Regions from separate parts of the Mus musculus genome. Here regions 2 and 3 are each linked to region 1. Evidence: chromatin contacts called from public promoter capture Hi-C data. All regions are on one chromosome and are shown on one strand. Each heading gives the region's core, a stretch centred on a gene start, on an enhancer-like site or on the middle of the called end of the contact. The rest is flanking DNA. Distances are from core to core; before and after follow the strand shown. Region 1 holds the start of Slc30a7 (solute carrier family 30 (zinc transporter), member 7). Region 2 holds the start of Trmt13 (tRNA methyltransferase 13). Region 3 holds the start of Frrs1 (ferric-chelate reductase 1).

What was found. Promoter capture Hi-C pulls out the DNA fragments that hold promoters and counts their contacts. Capture Hi-C pulls out chosen DNA fragments and counts their contacts.
Region 2: a promoter capture Hi-C map of second pharyngeal arch cranial neural crest shows a contact between it and region 1. The contact joins the promoter of Trmt13 here to the promoter of Slc30a7 in region 1. A contact is called at or near these places in 9 of 39 promoter capture datasets (cranial neural crest, hematopoietic stem and progenitor cells, hippocampal neurons and 5 more), 8 of 115 datasets of contacts at active chromatin or transcription factors (bone marrow-derived dendritic cells, bone marrow-derived macrophages, embryonic hindbrain and 5 more) and 1 of 9 other capture datasets (adipose tissue).
Region 3: a promoter capture Hi-C map of adipose tissue shows a contact between it and region 1, with 4 times the contacts expected there. The contact joins the promoter of Frrs1 here to the promoter of Slc30a7 in region 1. A contact is called at or near these places in 9 of 39 promoter capture datasets (the 3T3-L1 cell line, HPC-7-derived erythroid cells, the SN4741 cell line and 5 more), 1 of 484 Hi-C or Micro-C datasets (macrophages), 12 of 115 datasets of contacts at active chromatin or transcription factors (the 230-238 cell line, T-cell acute lymphoblastic leukemia, bone marrow-derived dendritic cells and 8 more) and 4 of 9 other capture datasets (adipose tissue, liver, macrophages and 1 more).

Annotation. Positions count from the first base shown.
Region 1 is chr3:116,005,042-116,008,938 of GRCm38.p6, reverse strand. It overlaps Slc30a7 (solute carrier family 30 (zinc transporter), member 7), which reads left to right and starts at 1,533. Exons shown (of 11, transcript NM_023214.7): 1 at 1,533-1,804; 2 at 2,004-2,105. The coding sequence starts at 1,725. Extl2 (exostosin-like glycosyltransferase 2) reads right to left here and starts at 642. Exons shown (of 5, transcript NM_001163514.1): 1 at 402-642.
Region 2 is chr3:116,613,089-116,617,401 of GRCm38.p6, reverse strand. It overlaps Trmt13 (tRNA methyltransferase 13), which reads left to right and starts at 2,815. Exons shown (of 12, transcript NM_030016.3): 1 at 2,815-3,643. Sass6 (SAS-6 centriolar assembly protein) reads right to left here. Exons shown (of 17, transcript NM_028349.3): 8 at 3,305-3,496.
Region 3 is chr3:116,859,442-116,863,406 of GRCm38.p6, reverse strand. Frrs1 (ferric-chelate reductase 1) reads right to left here and starts at 1,727. Exons shown (of 17, transcript NM_009146.3): 1 at 1,698-1,727.

The sequences.
Region 1 (3,897 bases), core at 284-2,783:
GCAATAGCTATTTTGCCTTAAACGACCTCGTCTGCAGTCAGTTCTGGCTTCCTCAGCAATGCAGTAGGGTAGAATTGAAAAACTGCTCTGAACAACAACAACAGAGTAGCCTTTAAAAAGTAAATGCTACTAATTGAGAATATTTGCTTACATGACAATAATGGTCCAAGAAAGGCAAAGACAAAAGAGACATGTTTGTCCTAGAACTTATAGAATCAAGCCGTTTGTTACCAGCAGTTTTTAAAGAGGAACATTAAAAAAAAATCAAGATCTATTTTCAAAAATCTAAATTACAGAATAAATCCTTCCTACCCACAAAGTTCCAAGAACGAGGGCAAAACAAGCAGAGGTCCCAAATGGAAAGATAAAATCAATGAAAGAGAATTTCACAGTTGCCTCACCTCTAGTGCAGAAGATTGCAGCGGGGCCAGCGGGTTTATTTGCAGCTTGGTTAGCATAAATCGAAAGGAGAGTCTCCTTTGCTTGCCTCTTTTCCACCCCTTTCCTAAACCGGGCTTCCAACCTCTCTGCCCGTCCAATTGATAACCTAGGAAATGCGCCGCCTGCAAAGTGAGTGCCTGGAGCAGGGGACAGTTCCTGAGTGGCCACCCCTCCCTCGCTTTGGGTGACGCTCCACTTCCTGTTAGGCAAAAAGGCTTTCCCAAGAAGCTCGGTTTTGTAGTTTCCAAGCCACCTCCCCAAACCAGACCCCCTTTCCGGGTTTCCCCTTCTAGGTAATAACTTTTAATCATTCACGTGATCGGCCAGCTGACCTTGTCTAAACAATCCCCTAGAAAGATGCTGGAGAGTGTCTCTCTAGCCAGCCCAGGCCCACAAGGCTCATCCCCAGCCTCCCACCCAACAGGCTTGTATCTGCACCTCCTGAAATGGACCATAGTGACAGCTACTGTCTTGGGGGTGACAAGGATGCTAAAGGAACCTGTCTGCGGTTGCCTTCAGGGCTACAACCGAATGAGGTTGCAGGGGAGAAACAGCAAGAAGCGGACCTCAAGGCCATAGTCTATGGCCCTCTTCCTAAAGGACGTTTTAAAATACCTTTAAGTGTTTCTTTTGCAAAGCACTCAACGATCGCGTCCCGCGTGACGGTTTCCGCGGGTGGGGGTGGACTCCCTTAGCGTTGACCTCGGGAAGCCATTCTCGCACATCCCGTGCAGTGGCGGCGCAGCACGTGGCCGCCTGGGCTTTTCAGTGATGCTGCCTAAGGCACAGCGGGGATTTGAGGTCCTTTAGGGGGTTAATGCTGAAGGAGCAGGAGCGGGCTGCACTGCATCCGGGGACGATAGTGATGGGCGATCTGGGTGGGTGACAGCGGGCCCTGAACCAGTCAGCCACGTCTGCAGAGAGCCAGCAGGGGTATCTTTCGTGAGTTCAGGAGATAGGACCCCTAGCTCAGCTAGAGATAGATCCCCAAGCTTTCAGCTCGGACTTTCCGCAGCCCCCAAGCCCCGCCTCCTCCCCGTAAGCCCCTCCCCTGCCGGAGTCCCCGCCCCCGCCTCCCGCTTTCCCGTCCCAGGACGCGTTGCGCGGCCCGGGCCGGAAGTCCTCGAATTCCCGGGTGTGTGTCTGTGTCTGTGTCTCGCGGCGGTGCCGCGGCGGTCAAGCGCTTTGGGGTCCGCGTTTGAAGCGTCACCGCTGTCACTGCCGCCACCATACCGAGTCACTTCTAGAGGGACGGAGACCCGGCCCTTCGCCGGGTGGAGAAGATGTTGCCCCTGTCCATCAAGGATGATGAATACAAACCACCCAAGTTCAATCTGTTCGGCAAGATCTCAGGCTGGTTTAGGTGCGGGGTGCTGTGATTGCTGGGAGGGGGCTGCCCGGGATGCTGAGACAAAGCTGGGTGCTAAGGATGGCCTGAGGTCCAGCATGGGAGCGTCACCCTCCTGCTGTGGTGGAACGAGCATGCGGACTGGGTGGGTTTTGAGGGGTCCCCGCAACCCCCTTGGCTCCTGCTTGCTTCTGATCACCTGTATCGTGCCCAGGTCCATCCTGTCGGACAAGACATCCCGGAACCTGTTTTTCTTCCTGTGCCTGAACCTCTCTTTCGCTTTTGTGGAACTACTCTACGGCATCTGGAGCAACTGGTAACCAAAGGGGAAGATGATTGGGGCGGAAGCAGAGGGTGAGGGAGACAAGCCACTATTTGCTTAGTGCCACGTAGCTCCTTACCGGCAGGTTCACGTCTTACCTTTGCCACTACCACTTTTGCTGAGTTGCTCTCAGCGTACTCTCACCAAAAGGGAAGGGCTGCAGTTCTAAGATCGGGGACTCTCATTTCCTGCAACTCCATTAAACAGAACTGACAAACAGGCCCCCTCCTCATATTTTTTTTTTACTTTTTTATTTGGCAGATGCAATGAATCTCTTTAACAGCTTGCCTTAGCTATGCCTCAGGAAAAATGAGAGGATCCTGTTAGCTAACCTACCTGTGGGTGTGGCTTTTTTTTTTTTTTTTTTTTTTTTTTTTGGATTTCACTCCTAAGATTCTGAGAGAGAAAGATCTGAATGGCCCTGTTAAATTTATGATTGCCTTTGAATGACTTTTGAAGAGGTTTGTGAAGAGACCGTTGGCAAAGCATATGCCATTCTCTTTTCCAGTGAAACTGTCTTAGGATTTTCCTTGTATCTTTACTGCAGTAGAAAATCCCATACAGTTTTCTGAGAATGCCATTTTGACTTGAAGGCTTTGGTGTCACCTTTGGGCTTTTTTGTTTGTTTGTTTTTGTTTTATGGTGTCAAGATTTGGGTCGAAGAGAGTCCGGTGTCGCTAAGGAAGTAAAGTCACTGGAATTTAAGTATTTGCTGTGGGATAACTTCTGGGCTTGTGAAACTGCTCTGCAAATAACAGAATGAGCACACTTCTGAAGTGTGCTAACTCCATTTCTAGATTTTATTCCCTTCTAAGAATCGATAAAAGAGGGGCAGAAGTTGAGAGTGCTCACTGCTCTTGCAGAGGATCAGGATTTCGTTCTCAGCACCATATCTGGTGGCTCACAACTGCCTGTAACTCCAGCTTCAAGGGTCTGACATTCTTTTCTCCACCTCACAGGCACATGCACACATGTGACAGACACAGAAAAACAGAGACGTACAGACAGACACACACATGCAGGGATAAAAACAAAATGTTAAAGAAAGAGACTCTATTAGAAGATGGGGGATATAACTCTCCCAGGATCTTTAGGCGAGTTACATAGGATTGTAGATTAACCTGTGCCATTTATGGTCTATTTTTGTTACTTCTAGTAAACTAACTTGGCCTCTGTCTTTTAAAATCCATTTTCAGAGGGGTAAAAGATCATAGTCTTTGGACTCTAACTCTGCTGTATTTGAGCAAAGTAATTGTTTCAATCAAGTTATCATGGCATCTGTTCTCTGGCGTACACCTTTGATCCCAGCAATTGGGTAGCAGAGGCAGGAGGATCTCTGTGAGTTCGAGGCCAGCCTGGTCTATCTGTTCCAGGACAGCCAGGACTAAGAGATCCCTGTCTCAAAAAAGAAACAAGCAACAACAAAAGCCCCCAAACAAAGCAAAACCTTCAGTAAGTAGTAAATCATAAGGATTATTGGTTTTGTTATTTCTTGGGGTACAAAAGTCAAATGAACATCATTAACTTAATGTATTTAATAACCATTTTGATTCCTCTGAGAATTGTACATTTCAAAGGATACCTCATAACATTATTTTTAATCTCATAAACTATTTAATACCTTTTGATAGATCATATTTGTTGAAAATACTATAGTCTTAACTTATATTTGAATATAATACTTTAATAATGAATATATTTATAATATACTTCATATTTTCTTTTTAAATTGTCATAATTTTGGCATATGTGTTGCTTATTCTATGATACATTGTAGCTTTGTACA
Region 2 (4,313 bases), core at 1,566-4,065, 610 kb before region 1:
GTGTGTACGTGCACCACATCCATGCCTGGTGCTGAGAAGGTCAGAGAGGGCGGCAAATGGGAACTGTACTTATGGGTGACTATGAGCTACCATGTGGGTGCTGGAATAGAACCTGGGTCCTCTGCAAGAGCAACAAGGCTCTGAAGCACAGGGCCATCTCTCCAGCCCCATACCGTCTAAGTTTATTATCTACTTCTTATAATATATTAAAATTATTTTTTAAAGATTTATTTATTTTATGTGTATGAGTACACTGTAGTTGTCCTCAAACACATCAGAGAGAGCACCAGATCCCATTACAGATGGTTGTGAGCCACCATGTGGTTGCTGGGAATTGAATTCAGGACCTCTGGAAGAGCAGTCAGTGCTCTTAACTGCTGAGTCATCTCTCCAGCCCTTAAATTTTTTTCTATGTTAATAAATATGTTAACATTTCTGATTTTTTCTTTGTTTTATACTTAAAGCAAAGAAAAAAGCAAATAACTTAACTAAAAATAGGTCTCAAAACAATCTAGAATAAATCACTTCTCAATAAGCTAACAGCACCCCAACTGTAACTAATCTAAATCCAGTAAGTAATACCTAGGGAATTGTTTTAACAAAAAAAAATTAAGATAACTTTATAGTGCCCAACAATGCTTTTCAGAGCAGACTTTGGCTTCAGACAGACTTGACTTCAAATCAGAGAATATGTTCTGCGCAACTTCTTTCAGTGCCCTCATTTATAAAGTTGTCTTGACAAGTGTGTACTCATTTTAAGCACACATGCACATAAATAAATTTTAAATAATCTTTAATGCCGGTTCCTGGGAAGGAACGGACATGCGATCACCCTTGCTTTACTGGGAGACAGGTCTTGAAGAGAGAGAAGAGTGGCATAGAAGTCCTCAGGGCGCTAGACTGGGAAGAGACAGCTGCCAGCTATAGCATCATAGGGACCTGGACAGAAGACACAGACCTTGTAGTTCTCAAGAACAAAGCAGGTTCTGTCACTTGATGGTTTTCAAAGGGTGAGCAACCTTCATAGCATGTGCTACAGTCTGGCCTGGCCTAGGTGGCATAGGGTAAGAAAACAGGCACTAGGGAGGACCATAACCTTGTCTCGAAGCTGTGGATGGGGAAGTCTGCAAGACCATAGCATGGCGAGCCTATCTCTTACAAACATTCATGGCCTGGTATCTGGCAGCAAAAGGCCAGTGATCTAACATATAAATCCCCCCAAATATTTCAAAAATCCTTATGTAAACTGCCTAACATACTGACTGCACACAGTAAATATCCAATAAATGATAATCACTGTAGGACACTGCTGCCTACAATGTTTAACCTCACACAGTTATGAAACCGAACCCTCAGTGATAAAGCAAGGTTCCTCAGGCAGAAGCGACTCTCCACGGGTGCTCTGCAAACCTTGGAAGAGACGATGTGAAGTTACAGCTTAAACAGGAAATGTCCCCGCAGGCTGGATCTTCAGCTGGAGGCACTGTATTGGGAGGTTGTGGAAATGTGGAAGTGGGGCTTAGTAAAGGAAGTCAAGTCGCTGGAAACATGTCCTCAAGAGATGTATCCTGGCATGTCACTGTGTTGTCACAGTTCCCCTAACCACTTTCTGTCCATGTGAAATGAGTACCACATGTCCCAACTCCAAGGCACTGAATCCTATGCACAGCCAAAATGAAGCTTCTGAAATGGTGAGCCAAAATAAATGCCTCTCCCTTAAGTTGTTTACGTAATATTTTGTCACCGGTACAAAGATAACTACCACAATGAGGTTATATAAAAACATAATTGCCAGGTGGTGGTGGCAGCACAAGCCTTTAATCCCTGCACTCAAGAGAGAGAGAGAGAGAGAGAGAGAGAGAGAGAGATAAAGGACAATCTCTGAGTTTGAGGCCAGCCTTATCTACAGAGTTCCAGGGCAGCCAGGGCTACACAGAAAACTCTCACTGGAAAAACCAAAACCAAAAAAAATCCCCAAAACAAAAACAAACAACATAGTAAGATTATTAATATACTAGCTAGTTTGGGGATTTAGATGGGAGAAATCATATAGCATTATAATGAAGCCATTGATCTACTAAGGTACCAAGTGTGATGTCAGAAATGCTGCACTACTACAGGAAGGGTATAGGATAGAAATCCACACACACAGCTATTGTTGGTGCAGAATGTTTCAAGGATCTACACATAAAATGGGTGGAGCTTTAGCGTCTAAACATTATAATGAAACAGAATGTTGATTATCTCTGTTGTTAAACACAAAGACCTTAACAACCAGAAACAAGCTAAGCATGGTGCCACACACCTTTAATCCCATCACTTGGGAGTTAGAGGTAAGCAGATCTCTGAGTTCAAAGCTAGCTTGGTCTACAGAGTTCCAGGACTTCCAGGAATACACAGAAACTCTATCTCAAAAAACAAAGCAAACAAACAAAAATCAGAAATGGCGGCACAGGCCTCTGGTCCACCTACTAAGTAAGGCAAAGCCGCTTTGAGATCAGGAGTCTGAAGCCAATCTCGGGGACACAGGAAACCCTGTCTCAAAATACATACAAATAAATCTGAAAATAACTTCTACTAATAGAGACTATCACTCGTGCCAAGGCACGCACAGATGTGCTGTAGCAAACACCAACACTGTTTACATTTCTCTGATGTGCAAGGTTTGAAGCTCACTGCAGAGCACTTGCCAAGTATGCAGAAGGCCCTGGGTTAAACCCCAGCAGGGCAAAACAAACATTTCTGTGTGCTGGAAAGAAAGACAGGCAAACAACAGCCGGGTTACACCCCTCTCTTTCCCTGGCTGGAGCAAGCGAGTAACAACAGAACTCTGTGTTGCAGCCTCAGCATCTCTGCAGTGAGGTTAAGGGTGGCACCTAAATACGGGGTTCATTTCTGGAAGTCACTTCCACAGTGTCTGTGGTTACCTCGCACATGCTCAGTAAGCAACAGCTACTGTCTAGCAGTAGTATCCTCACTGGTCGTTCCACTTCATAGAGCTGCTGGACTACACTTGCCAACGCTGTGAGACACAGACACTGCAGTAATATTAAAAGGAACTGAAAGGATCTGAGGGCTGCTCCCGTGAATATTCCAACTCCACACTAAAATACCCAGTCTGTTTCCATGCTGTCCTGAACCAGCTCCGTCATCACACTTGCCACTCCCTGTTTTCTCTGCAGTGAGATGATCACTGTAGGGACAGAAGTTCTGTGCAGAGCATCCAAGGGAACAGCAGCCACTGAGCAGCACAGTAGCCACACTAAAGCCGAGGGAGCCCGCAACAGCAGCCAGCACGGGATACCTCTTCCACGCCAGCCAGCTTCGCCTTTAGCTCTCGGACAGTCGAGTCTCCTTTATACTTCCTCTCGGTGAGCTCTTTATTAGCTGCCTCTAACTCGGACAATCTGCTTTGTAGCTGGTGGATATTCCGTTGATGGAGGGTTTCCAGTTCCTTTTTCTGTTGCTCGTGCTGCTGTTGGCACTGAACTTGGGTCTATTATAGAGCAGTATGTCAAAGGAGAAAGAGCAGAAGTATAAAGATCAGAAAAAACAAAACATCATTTCTTCATCCTAATTTCTTCATCGTTTTCCAATTTCCCTGCTTAGAAGAAGTCTAATTACAGATTTCACGAAAGAGCAGGTAAGGTAAACAAAGGTAATTCCCAACCCTGAGAAGGTGTGATCCAAGGACCAGAACTTCAAAGTCACTCCCTGCTACACAGCAAGACTGAGGCCAGCCTGGGCTACACAATACTCTGTCTTAAAAAATAGCCTAACCAGAGTACAAGTAGACAGTCTTACTTGGAGGGAGCAAAAATATATAAAATCCCCAGTCACAAATATTATTTAATAAAAATGTAAATAAAAAAAAAAAAAAAAAAAAGAGGGGGGCCCAGGCATGCGGGTAAACTCCTTTAATCCTAGCACTCGGAAGGTAGAGGGCAGAGAATCTGAGTTCCAGGACAGCCAGGGTTACACAGAGACCCTGTCTCAAAGGAGGAGGGGAAGTATGCAGCTACACTCACTAGAGCCCTGTGCCACAGATCTCAGTCACTCAGAACTCATCGCTGGAGTGTCATTTACCCAATGGCTCACTCTTGTACCATGTAGTTTTATCTGTATTGTGATGTACAGATTTTTCTGCTATTATTCCCTAAACAACACTCTACAACTGTCTGCATCACATATATATACACACACATACATATATGTATATAGTATACATACATATACTGTATATAGTATATATATGTATAACATATATATATAGTTATAGTATTGGACATTGTAAATAACCTAGAGATGGTCCA
Region 3 (3,965 bases), core at 478-2,977, 850 kb before region 1:
AAAGAAAGAAAGAAAGAAAGAAAGAAAGAAAGAAAGAGAGAGAAAGAGAAGGAGGGAGGGGAGGAGGGGAGGGGAAGAAGAAAGAGAGAGGGAAAGAAAGAAAGAAAGAAAGAAAGAAAGAAAGAAAGAAAGAAAGAAGAAAAGAAAAAAAGAAGTGCATTAAATTGCTCACACAAGAATTAGATTTGGCTCCTCTTTTCAAGCACTGTCATGTTTCCCTTTTTTTACTTTTGTTTTAAAACACCTACAATTTGCAATGTCCGTGTAAATGTCCTCAACCACTATCCTCTATGACCACGACATTAAACTGTACGGTATTTCTGTGTTTGAATTGGTCCTCTGTTTTTAAATTGCACTTGCCTCGGCATGCCGTAGAGGTCAGAGGACAGCTAGCAGAAGTCAGTTCTCTCCTTCCATCATGTACAACCTAAGGGTTGCACTCTGGTCATCAGGTTCTCTGAACATCTCCCCTACCTTGATCCATTTACCCATTATCACCTGTCAGGGACCACTGTTGTGACCCAGAGCAAATTATTTATTCTCACTCTCACTTAGGCTTCTTATTTTTGGAGGCAGTACCAGTTTAAAAAAAAAAAAAAAAAAAAAAAAAAAAACTACTTTGTAAGAATTAAATAAAACACCTAACCAGGCACACACTATTAATCATAGTAGTCAGAAGGCAGAGGCAAGCAGATCTCTGTAAGTTTGAGACCAACCTGTTCTATAGAGAAAGTTCCAGGACAGCTAAGGCTACTTAATGAGATCCTAAGCCAGGGCTCCGGATAAAATAGCCTTCTTTCCTTGGAATCTTGCCTAGTTGTACCAACCTGAAGTAAGTGTTCTTTTCTTAGAAATGTACTATTAGCTAATAGAAACTTGTATCACATTTTCCTCCACCATTGCAGACTTACATACCTGTAGCTGAACTGAAAGTTTAAAGTTTAGCTATGTTAGGAGAAATTCCAGAAAGCACATTTGTTAGTTGAAATTTTCCCTTTGACCTTAGACATTATGGAAAGAAAAAAGGAAAGGAAAGAAAAGCGAGGGAGAGGGAGAGGGAGAGGGAGAGGGAGAGGGAGAGGGAGAGGGAGAGAAGAGAAGAGAAGAGAAGAGAAGAGCGAGACGAGACGAGACGAGAAGAGGAGGAAGAGAAGAGAAAAGAGAAGAGAAGAGAAGAGAAGAGAAGAGAAGAGAAGAGAAGAGAAGAGAAGAGAAGAGAAGAGAAAAAAAGGAAAGGAAAGAAAAGAAAGGAGAAGAGAAGAGGCTGCTGGACATGCACAGACATAAGAACACACACACACACACACACACACACACACACACACACACACGAGTAACTCGCACATGGGCAAACTATGACATTAGGTTTCAATGCAAAAGTCAAGTTTCCGTTGTTCAATTTTTCTTATGGAGCACAAATTAAAGTCAATACTTTTCGGGCCCTCATGCTCGTCTGTCCTTACAACTACCCCATTTTGGGGATTAGGGCTCTTTAGTCAAAGTCACGAGGCATATTGGGAAACTAAATCGCTAGACAGATCAAGACAACCCTGCCGGCGAGCGCAGCCCTCCTCCAGCCTCCTGACTGCCAGACCACGCAAGGTGCCTGCTCTCGCCGCCGTCGCCCAGCTAGCTCTGATTTTTATAAGCTTTACCAAGAGTCTTGACACAGAAAACTAAACAGAACGGGCTCTTACCTTGAGCAGCAGAGGCAGCCTGAGCAACTTCCGGCTTGGCTCCGGCGGGTACCGCGGAGCTGCAACTAGGCGGAGCCAGCTTACTGGGAAACCGGCAGGGAAGGCTGGCGACCCAAGCTGCCCTACCTGGTTTCCGAGCCCGGGATGGGCTTTAGGACTGCACATGTGAAACTAGAAGGGTTCTGTTTCTAAAAAATAAAAACGCTCTGCGTGTTTTTAACTCACTAGCTACTGTTGCACTGAGCAAATTACACTTTCCTTGGTTTTCTCTACCAGCCTATTTGAATGCATACCTGTTGCCTGTGACTCAAAGACAAAGGCACCTGCTCCTCCTGCCTGAGCGAGGTAGCCATATTCAGCAAATAAGTAGGATACCCAGTTCCACTGCAATTTCAGTTAGCAGTGTGAGTACTGAAGTACGCAGTACCACAGGCATGCTGATGGCTTGGTTTGGTTTGCTTTTTAATGACTGGCTAAATATAGAATTGAAGTTCACCGTGAGAATTTACAGGACCACCTCCGCCCCCTTTGTTTTTGTTTTGAGACCGGGTTTCTCTGTGCAGCAGCCTTAGCTGTGCCTCTGCCGCCTTCTGGGTTAAATGGGTGGACCACCACTCCCAGCTTTAGTCCTTCTCCCCACCCCACCCTTTTTTTTTTTTTTTTTTTTTTTTTCTTAAATCTAGCAGCACTCCACATACTATTTAGTTACCTACAAAATTTTGTAAAGAAATCGTAGCGCACAGTTTTGTTTTGTTTTGTTTTTGGTGGGGGGGGTGTGAGACACTGTTTCTCTGTGTAGCCTTGGCTGTTCTAGAACTAGCTGTGTAGACCAGTCGGGTCTCAAACTCACAGGGATCCTCCTGCCTCTGCCTCCACATTGCCAGGATTAAAGGTCTGCACTACCACCACCCAAAGTGCACAAATTATAAAAGTTGAAAGGACTCTTTCGAGATTTCTTTTTGTAAAGTACAACTTGAAATGCGTGTGGCTGTGGCTTCCCATTGTCTCTTTTTAGTCTGTGCCTTGCATTATTTTGCAAAAGAACATGTTCAGTGCTAGGGAAAAAAATCTATATCTGAAAAATGTTAACCACGTCGTCCTAACTTGGGAGGACGTGTGGGTTGGGGGAAGGATCGTGAGGCAGGCTTTGACCTGTGGTTACCCATTGCGCAACACCAGTAAATTCTTTAGATCCATTTGAAAAGAAGAGATAGGAAAGAACACCCACCTCTGAACGGCCTAGGAAGAACTGTTAACATTTAACAAACGCCCCACCCTCAACCCCACCCGCCCCACCCCCGCAGCAGCCACCGCCCCAGAAAATTAAAAGGGGGGCTTTAAGTAATGAGAGCCCAAATCTTGTTTCCAACCTAAAGCAGCTTGGGGCATTAAAACTTTTCAACTAAGTCAACTGATTTTTTCAGCTCAAAACCACAGACTTGGGGTTCAACTAGGACCCCTATAAGCCATGGTTGGCCACCTATCCTCCATAATCCAATTTTAAAAGCCTAACTAAAAAAAGAAAAATAAAAGGAGAGATTTATTTCATGTGGTTGACTACCATGAGGAAGGAAGAAAAATGAAGTCTGGACACACACATACTACACACACGCACACACATACACTACACACACACACACACACACACACACACACACACGTGTCTGTCTTCTCAGTTTAAGGTTATTGTTCAAATAGAAGAAAATACACATAAACATAACTAAGCAAGCAGTCAGCTAGGGTGTGGTGTGACACACCACTGTCTCAGCTCCAGGTATCTCTTGCAAGGTCATCTGAAAAGTTCTGACAAATTCCTCCTCTGGAGGTCCCCAGAGCTTACAGCCGTTTCAGCTCCTTGCAGGATATTCCTGGAGAGAATTTCAATATCATGATCGCCGAAAAAAGAGGTATTAATATCTCCTTAGAATATATTCATTCATCCCAGCCTGAGAGACAGTTACTCCAAGATAGTGGTTTCGCTTTCTTTGACTGTAATTAGACTCTGCCTTGCTGACTTTGCCCACCAACAGTAAGCTAAAAAGTCTATGAAAGGAATAATACTTTGCATAACTTACCTCAGAGCACTCTTAGGAAGCTGTTGGGTGAAAGTGAGGCTAACCCTTTCAGAAGACACCCTTGCCAGACCTATCACTTCCTCCAAGTCCACAGCTTTATCCCTTCCTATCACCCACTGGCAGGCTCATCTCTACACCCTGTTATCAGTTGCCACAAAAGAGGCCAAGTTCATTTAAAACGCCCATTGGAGCC